Linked DNA regions of Ovis aries: region 1 is linked to region 2. The links are chromatin contacts, called in public Hi-C maps. All regions are on one chromosome and are shown on one strand. Each heading gives the region's core, a stretch centred on a gene start, on an enhancer-like site or on the middle of the called end of the contact. The rest is flanking DNA. Distances are from core to core; before and after follow the strand shown. Region 1 holds the start of LRBA (LPS responsive beige-like anchor protein). Region 2 has its middle 5.8 kb from the start of RPS3A.

Region 1 (5,220 bases), core at 1,081-3,580, 67 kb after region 2:
CGTTTTAAAAGCAAATTTTTTCATCTTTATTCTCCAAATTTGGGTGTATTTGCCCCTCAGAATTTCAATACCTTTTTCCCTCTCTGCTAAACAAGACTTGTGATGATCTGTTTTCCCTTTCATCTTAAAACATTTTGCTTTTATCTTTCTTTATGTGATACATTTGGGCTTCCCTGGTAGCTCAGACAGTAAATAATCTGCCTGTAATGCAGATTACCCTGGGTTTGATCCCTGGGTCAGGGAGATCTCCTGAAGAAGGAAATAGCAATCCACTCCAGGATTTTTGCCTAGGAAATCCCATGGACCGAGGAGCCTGGTGGGCTATAGTCCCTGGAGTCACAAAGAGCTGGACATGACTGAGCAACTAACGCTGATGATGATGTGATATATAAATTCAAATGCTTGCTTTAGTTTCGTTTCTGTTGAAACAATCACACTGTGTTTAGGGCATGCAGCATCATCTGCTTCCTCTCAATGAGGGCATGTATTCTTACAAATACTCTATTAGCACTTATAGGCCAGATATTTAAGTACTCAAGATTAGACTCTGCCCAAATCAGAGGGAGCAAAGGCTATGAGAAGACTTTCGTGGTTTAAATGCCGCCTTGCCTCCTTCCACAGGTGCTAACAGTGAAGTGAAAGATGTCTCTCCGTCCTGCTGGCACACCCACTTCTCCTCCAGATTTATTCACTTAAGGATTTAAAATGTAAACCTGAGGTGTTAGAAGTTTTCAGGAATAGCAAGTTCTTGATAACTGCCTCTTAACCTAGTCACGCACAAGTCATCATTTCAGATCATGAGAAAACTGTCTGCCTCATCTTTGGAATATTAAACCCATTTATAGAAAACAAACATTTGCAACCATGAGCTGTGGAACAGCTGAATTCACTGTAGTGTTTTAAAAAGTGTTTTAAAACCTTTAAAACCAAGACACTCCTGTACTTCTGGTCTTTTCTCATGTTGCTCCCCTCCTTTCTAAGTTTCCATGTGATGGTTGAAATCAAATTCATTTTTCAAGCCCATCTCAAATAACCCTTTTTGTAGGAAACTATTTCCTCTCTCAAGCCAATATAGTTTTTCTCCTGATTCCTCCGTAGTGCTTCGTAACTTTGACACCACTTTTGTTTCACTTTTGACTGCTAGTATTTTAAACATTATATATATATATATTTAAGGCCTTAAGGCTTCTAACAGTAAGTACCCTAAGGGTGAAAAGCCACTTTCTTCTCTAATGTGTGTTTGTTTTCCACTAATGCGTCCCTGATGGCTCAGACGGTAAAGCGTCTGCCTACAATGTGGGGAGACCCGGGTTCGATCCCTGGGTTGGGAAGATCCTCTGGAGAAGGAAATGGCAACCCACTCCAGTACTCTTGCCTGGAAAATCCCATGGACGGAGGAGCCTGGTAGGCTACAATCTATGGGGTCACAAAGAGTCAGACACGACTGAGCGACTTCACCAACGCGGCAGGAAGAACACTTCACTGTTGATGGGGGGCAGGGGGGAAGGACACAGATGATCCGAATTGTTTCTAATCCTAATATACTTGATCTCATAAACTAATCTGAGAATGAGGCGAAACTAACTTTCACACTGGAAAATCCCGAGAGGAAAACACCCTTCAGAGACCTACAGGCAGAATGAACCCGTCTCCACGCTGTTTAGAGCAGCTGTCTCAGGAACCCTCCCTTCCTTAGAATGTGGGAGAGGTTCGGTGGGGCGGCAGCTGCAAGGAATCTTCCCCGTTCCTCATGCACATGATCTTGCCGCCCTACACTCCCTTCCGAGGGGAAGGTGGCAGCTGTCAGAGCATCCCAGTGGTAATCTCTTCCCGAGTCTTGGCCGAGCGCGGCGGGCGGGCAGCAGCTGAAAGCTGTCAGAGGTGGGGACTCTGTGCTCCCCTTAGACAAGGGCAGCAGCCTTGCTGGCTCCGGCGCTGCCACCTCTCTGGCTCGTAGCGGTCCCTCAGGTGTCCTTCTCCGAGTCCAAGAAGACACCTTGGCAATGAGGGGCGTGTTCCCTCCGCGCCGGGAGATCCTACGGTAACTTAATAACAGAAGGAGCCTAAGAATCGCCGCCTGGGCACTCGCCAAAGCACCTTCACAGATCCGGGAGTGGAAGGCGGGGGAAGAGTGGGCTCCTGCAAAGAAAGGTCTTTTCTGGCCGGCCTAAGGAGACACCTGGGGCTACCTGCGTGGCGCGCCCGCCCGTCCTCGCAGGCGGTCCCGGAGCCAGCCCGCGCGCGGCGCCCCCGCCCCGCCGGCCCCCGGGGGCCGCGCTCGCTTCCCCACCCCGCCGCGCGGTCGCCTCCGCCGTCGCGCCCGCCCCACCGCCCCGCGCGCTCGCGCACGCGCACGCCGCGCCCGGCCGCCCTCGGCGCTGTCATGGCGGCGGGGAGCAGCTTCAGCGGGCTCAGGGACGGCCGCGCCAGCGGTGGCGGGGCGAGCTGGGGCAGTAGCATCCTCACCGCCCGCGGCGGCCTCCGCAGCCGCGCCCGTAGCGCCGGCAGCGGCTGTTTTTGCAAAGGCTGAGCGCAGGGGTGGGGCGGGCCAGGAAGCCATGGAGTTCTGTGCAGCCTCGGACTCCCGGGGAGCGGACTAGGGAAACTTGGAGGCTGCGACCAGGTGCGCTGACCTCTCTCTCCTCCCTCCTCTCCTCGCCGTAGCCGCCGGGCCGCCCCCTCCCTCCTGGCCACTGCACACCTTCCCGCCTCTCCCCGACGAACCTCAGGTGCCCGCGAGGTGCTCCACTCCTCCCCCTGGGCCGAGCGTTGAGAGTCATCACCGCCCCCTTCCCCCGCCCTTTCCTGCCCTGGATCCGCCGCCACCTCCGTCTCGCGGCTGCCGGGCGGGGGGCGAGGACGAGCCCGGAGTGTCTGGGTGAGGGGAACTTCCCACCTCGAGGGGAGCTTTGGGACCCCTGCTTTCCTGCAGCCCCCCCTTTCCCGGCGACAGTTCTCTTCCCGTGCACCTGTGAGGAGAGGGTGCGCTGCGCCTGGAACCTGCGCGGGTGTGGGGGAGGAGGGAGCCTGGTCCCGGGCCTCCGGCTCCCGCCTGCGCTCGGGACCCCGCGCCTCGAGCCGCGGGCAAGCGGGTGGCTGGCGGCGGGGTGCTCGTAGGAACTGACTTGACGGACAGCAGCTACTCCCCTCGCTCCCCGAAAACCCTACGACAAAACCGAGCCCCTTTAACATCGATCTGATCTTCCAATAGGGTTTGGCGTTATTGTCAGCCTCCGGGAGAGAGATTGGACAAACATTCTCCAGAATCAGCAGGGCGACGCCAAGGACTTTCCACACCAACTGCTCTTGGGGTTTCTCCACAGCTCGGAAGAGTGACCCTTTCCGTTTTGCGTGGCGTCCGTGTGCTTATTACTAGCGCGGCGACTGGGTCCCGGCGTGACTCTTGAGTTGTCCTTTCCCGTGAACTCGCCATGGCCAGTGACGACAATACTGTCCCATCCCCGCCACCAACAGGTGATGCCGGGGGAGGTGGAGGGAAAGGAGGAGAAGCCCCTCCCGAAGGGGGTGCCTTGTCCCTGACGCCAGGACTCCCCATCAGGGGTATCAGAATGAAATTTGCCGTGCTGACAGGCTTGGTTGAAGTTGGAGAAGTATCCAATAGGGATATTGTGGAAACTGTCTTTAACCTGGTAAGTAGATCTCTATTTTACCAGTGTTATCTTCTCAGTGGGTTGGAGAACAAGACCTTAGAGCTGAAGCCATGTGCTTCACTCAGGCTGGTGATAGAAACAAAATTCTGCTGACCTAAGTTAATCACTTTCTGATATTTTCAGTTTAAGGGGAATTATGTAAACTTACACCCTCCAGGTTTTGTGAAAGTGAGCAGATCCTTTGGTCCTAAGAAAATAATTGTTACCATGGAAGTATTACGGAGGACTCCTATGGAGGAGTTTTATTCTATAATTTTTTTTTTTCCCCTTGGGATGTATATCTAAGTGTGCATTTATCTTTGACATTTTAAATAAGTTCTTGTGCCCTTTTTTTGGAGTTGAGAAATAATGTAAAGGGTAGTTCTACCTACTCCTTTTTTGAGTAAGTTATGTTTTGCCATGAATTTTGAACAAAATTCTTGTTCACAGGGCTGATGAAAGATTAATTTGCTGCAAAGTTAGCATTTATATTTAATTTCGATTAGTTTTATTTTTAGACATAAGGAACAAAAGTCAAATTTTGGAATGAAATTTAGGGTTACATCTTTTGAAAATTGAATGGCAGTTTAAAAAGAGGATTGCGGCAGAAGTAGTATGATTTTTATTTCTCTTGTGAATTCATGTCTATCAGCAAAGGATGTTTGGACATTGGAAGTTGCTGGTTATACTGCTATGAGCTATGAATGTTATTTGTAAAAGGTGGATATGCCATACTTCCCTTTTCTTGTAGTCATAGAAATAGTTTTCATTTCTAATGGGGACTTTTTAGATTTCTTTATTTCAAGCTGTTGCCTGTCAATGTACGATAAATTTGGCTTTGATATTTCTCCTCCTTCCACCTACTCACCTGTGTTACAAGATAATAGAAGGGAAGAAATATGAATGTGCAGTAGTTGAATAACTGTTTAGCCCCTTTCCCCTTTGCCTCTATTTTTTCAAGGTTAGGCTTGTTTTATTCAGGGCAGTTAATTATTTCCTTCACTAGACCTTTACTAATAGATTGGTTACCTGTGGTACAGTTTCTAGAATGAGAAAGTAGCTAGGTGAAATTCACTTACCTATGGAATACAAAAACTTTGAACAGTAGAGTATTTCTTTAGCAGTTTGTTGTATTGGGAGTTTATATGCAAAGACATACACATACACACTTTAAAGTAGGTATATTGTGGAAATATTGAGATGTACACAAAATAGAACAGTGTAATAAGCTCTGGTGTCTATTATCCAGTTTCAACAGTTAAAAACATTTTGGGAATCTTACATGTATGTGGACTTTCACAGTTTGTGAATCTGAGGAAGATAAATGGCAAATTGATGTATTCCTTTATCTCAAGATAGATTTGAAAACTGCTTGTCAATTTTCCTTTTTTTCTTTTTCTAAACCTCATGTTTCTTGGATGTTAAAGAAAAATCTGCGGTAGTGATAGAGTCCATCATTAATTGTGTGTGTGTGTAACACCAGATTCCTCTGGCAGAGGATTCCAGCTCCTCTGTGGAGGTGGATGACCAAACATGAGTAACTTGTATTTTATCATTAAGGAAAATCCGA
Region 2 (5,236 bases), core at 1,245-3,744:
CTTGTGTGCTGGAGTCCATGAGTTTGCAAAGAGTTGGACACGACTTAGCGGCTGAACAGCAACACTAAGGTGTCAATATTGCTTTTTTCTCTTTCCATCTTTGACTAATCTGTTAAATCCATCCAGTGATTTTGTTTGAAGTTTGATTGCTATGTTTTTTATTTCTGAAATAAAAAGTGCTTTTTTTCAGTTTATGTCACTTATTTATTTTAAAGATTTCTTTCTTTTTTTTGTTTTTTGGCTGTGGTGAGACTTTGTTGCTGCCCCGGACTTTCCCTAGTTGTGGTTCGTGGGCCCTCTTCTTCCTTGCGGTGTGCAGGCTTCTCTTGAGGTGGCTTCTCGTTGCAGAGCACAGACCCTAGGCACATGGGCTTGGCGGTTGTGCACAGGATAAGTTGCTCTGCGGCATGTGGGATCTTCCCATGCCAGAGATCAAACTGGTGTCCCCTGCATTGCAAGGCGGATTTTTAACCTCTGGAGCACTAGAGAAGCCCTATGTCACGTCTTTAAACTTTATTTTCTATTGAATTTACATTGCTTTATAACATTATGCTTCATGTGTTCAATTTATATCCCTTTGTTGTTCCTTATTCTTTCAGAAATCTTCAATGTCAGATTTAAACCCAGTGAGCATAATTGTGATTGGCATCTGAAGGGGTGTTGGGAGTCTTGTAAGACTGAGCCGTTAACCCTTCCAATTGTGAATCAAGTTATATTTAGGATACCCAGCTGGTGGCCAAGAGTTTTTTGTTGGTGTGGGAATGTCTCCCCTGACCATGTTCGAATGGGTTCCAGAATTGTAACATCGTTTTCTCCCAATCTGTAAACACCCCTATCTCATTTCCTTTTCTTTTTAGCTGCAGCTCATGGTTGTTTCATGTGAACAACATACTTTTTCACCAAAACTCTGTACTTCCTTGAAGCCCTAGCCCTCTCTGACCCTGCCCAGAAAACCCTAAACCTACTTCAGTGTGCAATTTACCCTTCATGGTAGTATTTGCCCCTATTTTTTCACTCCTGCCTCTATCTATGACTATGTGTTGTCCCCTCTCACCCTGACTCTGGGCTTGATAGTGTGACTTGCTTTCATCAAGGGACATTAGCAAGTTGGGCAGTGACTTAAAAGATGCTGGCACACGTGGACTCGCTCTCTCTGCTCTTCAGAACACTGAGCTCACTTCCTGAAGAAGCCTGATCTAGCCTGCTGGAGAGGAGCCGTGATTTGAAGGGGAAATAACAAGGCCCAGCTGAGGTCTTTCCAGAACAATCTGGCTACTGACCATTAGGTGTTTTTTAAAAAGGCCATCCTAGACCATGTAGTCCAAATGAGCTCGCCCAGAACAGAAGACCCACCCAGCTGACGCGTAGAATCGTGAGAAATAATAAATGTTTGTTGTTTTAAGTGTTGGAAGAGTTTGGGTTGCAGCAGAAAGTACCGTGCATTTTTCCACACCCTTACAATGACCCCTACCCTCATGGAGTGGTTAGAGAAAACTGCACATTTCAGACTGGAACTGTTAGAAATCAATGATCTCAGTTGAGTCTTGGGCCCCTGACAACCCTTTTCCCTGTCAACAACCCTTCCCCTTCCTCTCAAAGTGTGACTATTCCAGTCGCTGACAATGCTGTTCCCATCCCCAACTCAGCCTATCCCCTGTCATATTTAGAAAATGACCTTGTTGCCTACTTCAGATAAGGCGGGGCTTGCAGGCCACAGTAAGGACCTGATGTTTTCCTGTGTGGGATGAGAAACCATCGGAGGCCTTTGAGGAGCAGAGTGACACTGGCTGCTGCGTGGAGAGCGCTGTGTGGTGAGCAGGAGACGTTCAAGGAGACGGCAGGAGCTCCACGCAGGGGGACAGAGGCGGCAGTGCGCAGGGTGGAGAGCTATGGTGGCAGGACCCCATTCAAGGAGACTAAAATGCAGACGGCATCCTCTGGGCTTCAAGTGAGTGCAGTTGCCCTGGGTAGAAGGATGAAGTGAAAATTCTGGTTATGTTTTGAAATGAGAGCCTAAAGAATATGCTGATTAATTGACGTGGGAAGAAAAAGAGGAAATCAGAGATAATCACATTTCACTGTAATGATTTTTTTCTTAATTGGTGCTTTCCTACCACTCCAGAATTCTTGCCTGGAGAATTCCATGAAGTGAGAAGCCTGGCAAGCCATGTTACTTTCACTACCTCATTCCCTCCTGGGAAGAAGGCAGAGACTGTCCTAAATATCTCTCTTTGTATATTAGTCTTAAATGAATGGATGAATGACTCAATGATGAATCCTGATTAATATTTTTACTTGATATCAGACTACACATTTTCTTTTGAAACTTAGCTTTTCTCTTTCTTTTCTGTTTACAAAGTGAAAATGGAGTAATGAGTTCTCATTGTAGAGGTGTTCCAAATGGAATTATGAAAATGCACTCTGTTTTCTCCCGGAGCACAGTGATCAGAACAGTACAGGTCAACAAACTATGATCAGTTGGCAAAGAGAATGAAATCAATCCTGTCACGGAACACATTGTTCAGGTGAGGGTGTTTTTCCACGGTAGAGCTCTCTCTTGAGGAAGTAGTATGCTAATTTGCATTCTGGCTTAAGCTCCTTATCTTGTTGCCAACTGCCACCTTTCATTGCCCTGTGACAAAAGATCAGCTGAATTCTCCAAGTGCTGCAGAATATTTTATTGGTCATGTCAAACACAGTAAGGCCTGGAAAATTTCTTAAGGTAACCAGATGCTCTTCAGAGTTATATAGAGGAGATAATGTATTTGAAAACAAGAAAAGACAGTTTTAAAAGTTTAAAGGCCTCAGGGTATAACTGAAACAACATGGATTTGAAGCCAGACCTGGTTTCAAGCCATCGCTTTGCCACGTGGCCCGGGACTTTGTATTAGAGTCTATTTTCTCACTGATTGAGTGGGAACAATACCTGAATCCTGTGGTTACTGAAAATTTAAATGACACAGTGTACATTGGAAGCCTAGCACAGGCACATAGTAGACACTCAGTAACTGCTAACTCTCCTTTTCTCTTTCTCTCGCTCCAAAATGAATGGCAGAGGTGCTGTCTTTTTCTCAGCTGCGCGCTCACCGAGCCCCTCCCTGCCCTTAACCTTATTTAAAGGTCAAGTGTTGCTCTCCTTGGAGTGCGCTCAGCCAGGTGGTTTCTTGGGAACAGATGGGAAGAAGGAGCTTGTCCAAGGAGGGAAGCAAGAGAATTAGGAAGGGAAGCTGACCTCACGTCTGCACATGGTGGTGCGGCGGCGTGACAGAGGTGCAGCCGCACAATCGAATTGGACTCCGTACCGCCATTGCTGCCACAGAAGCAGCACACGTCCCAGGCACACTCACGTTTTTTCTGATACCCGTGCAGCCATTATTGCTGGTTCTAAGTGGGAATTGAAGTCACTTCCCTTACACTGTAAGGGGGTAACTTGTTGCTGTTTTCAGTCACTTAGTTGTGCCTGACTCTCTGCAACCCTGTGGACTGCAGCACATCAGGCTTCCCTGTCCTTCACCATCTCCTAGATCTCTAGTCTTTCCCACTCTATTCTTTGCCTCTATTTCTTTGCGTTGATCACAGGAAGGGTTTCTTACTCTCCTTGCTGCTCTTTGGAACTCTGCATTCAGATGGGTATATCTTTCCCTTTCTCCCCTGTCTTTAGCTTCTCTTCTCTTCTCTTCTCAGCTATTTGTAAGGCCTCCTCAGACAGACATTTTACCTTTTTGCATTTCTTTTTCTTGGGGATGGTTTTGATCATTGCCTCCTGCACAGTTATGAACCTCTGTCCATACTTCATCAGGCACTCTGTCTATCAGATCTAATCCCTTGAATCTATTTCTCACTTCCACTGTATAATCGTAAGGGATTTGATTTAGGTCATACCTGAATGGCCTAGTGATGTTCCCTACTTTCTTCAATTTAAGTCTGAATTTTGCAATAAGAAGTTCATGATCTGAGCCACAGTCAGCTCCAGGTCTTGTTTTTGCTGACTGTATACAGCGTCTCTATCTTTGACTCCAAATAATATAATCATCTGATTTCAGTATTGACCATGTCCATGGTGATGATGTCCATGTGTAGTCTTCTCTTGTGTTATTGGAAGAGGGTGTTTTCTATGACCATGCGTTCTCTTGGCAAAACTCTTTGCCAAGAGAGTTAGCTTTTGCCCTGCTTTATTCTGTACTCCAAGGCCAAATTTGCCTGTTACTCCAGGTATCTCTTGACTTCCTACTTTTGTATTCTAGTCCCCTTTGATGAAAAGGACATCTTTTTTTGGTGTTAGTTCTAGAAGGTCTTATAGGTCTTAATAGAACCATTCAACTTCAGCTACTTCAGCATCAGTGGTTGGAGCATAGACTTGGATTACTGTGATATTGAATGGTTTGCCTTGGAAACGAACCAAGATCATTCTGTCGTTTTTGAGATTGCACCCAAGTACTGCATTTCAGACTCTTGTTGACTATGAGGGCTGCTGCATTTGCTTCTAAAGGATTCTGGCCCACGTAGCAGATATGATAGTATATCTGCTATAAGTAGTGTTCTTCTGGATAACATTTCACAAAGTGAGAATTTAAGGTAGACCCTAGTGTTGTCACAACTTGGCAACATGTATATCTGAGTTCAGTCTCACCTTATCACTTAATAGTTTGACTTCAGAGAAGTTTTTAATCTTTCTGAGCTTGTTTTCACCTTACTCTGTTAGTCGGAAGGTGAGTTCAAAACTGCCAAGTCGCACAACTCCAGGGAGTGCCACTCACATAGGTTGTACAAGGTGTTAAGCAAAAACTTGACTCAGAAACTGTAATGAGACTTCACTGATAGGCATAAACAACGTAGAAGTTATTTGCTGCTCATGCGGCAGTCCTGTTGTATACAGTCCAGGTCTGACACGCAGGCTCTGTGGTATTAGTGTTAGTCAGTCACATCTGATTCTTTGCGACTCCGGGGACTGTAGCCCACCAAGCTCCTCTGTCCATAGAAGTGTCCCAGCAAGAATACTGCAGTGGGTAGCCATTCCCTTCTTAATCTTATTTAATTATTCTGCCATCCATAATGTGTTGCTTTCATCCATGTGGCCCAAGTTGAAAGTTAACATTTAGTTCAGCAGGGAGAGGAAAAAGCAAACAGGAGGGCATATTTCTTTCCTTGCAGAATACCATCTGTAAGTCCTGTTTTATTTGTTTGGCCACGCTGTGCTGCTTGCAGGATCTTAGTTCCACCCAGACCGTCAGCAGTG

Evidence for each region. A called contact is a pair of places that touch in the nucleus more often than the background predicts.
Region 1: a contact with region 2 is called in a Hi-C map of liver, with 2.2 times the contacts expected there. The contact joins the promoter of LRBA here to the enhancer-like site in region 2.

Annotation. Positions count from the first base shown.
Region 1 is chr17:6,964,300-6,969,519 of ARS-UI_Ramb_v3.0, forward strand. It overlaps LRBA (LPS responsive beige-like anchor protein), which reads left to right and starts at 2,331. Exons shown (of 57, transcript XM_060400971.1): 1 at 2,331-2,623; 2 at 3,212-3,650. The coding sequence starts at 3,432.
Region 2 is chr17:6,897,282-6,902,517 of ARS-UI_Ramb_v3.0, forward strand. No RefSeq gene overlaps it. Among named protein-coding and RNA genes, the nearest start is that of RPS3A, 5.8 kb to the left of the region's middle. Within about 2 kb of position 2,495, at least 12 of the 54 cell types and tissues checked have an H3K27ac peak or open chromatin away from gene starts, as enhancers often do. A contact at or near this core is called in liver, where this site is marked.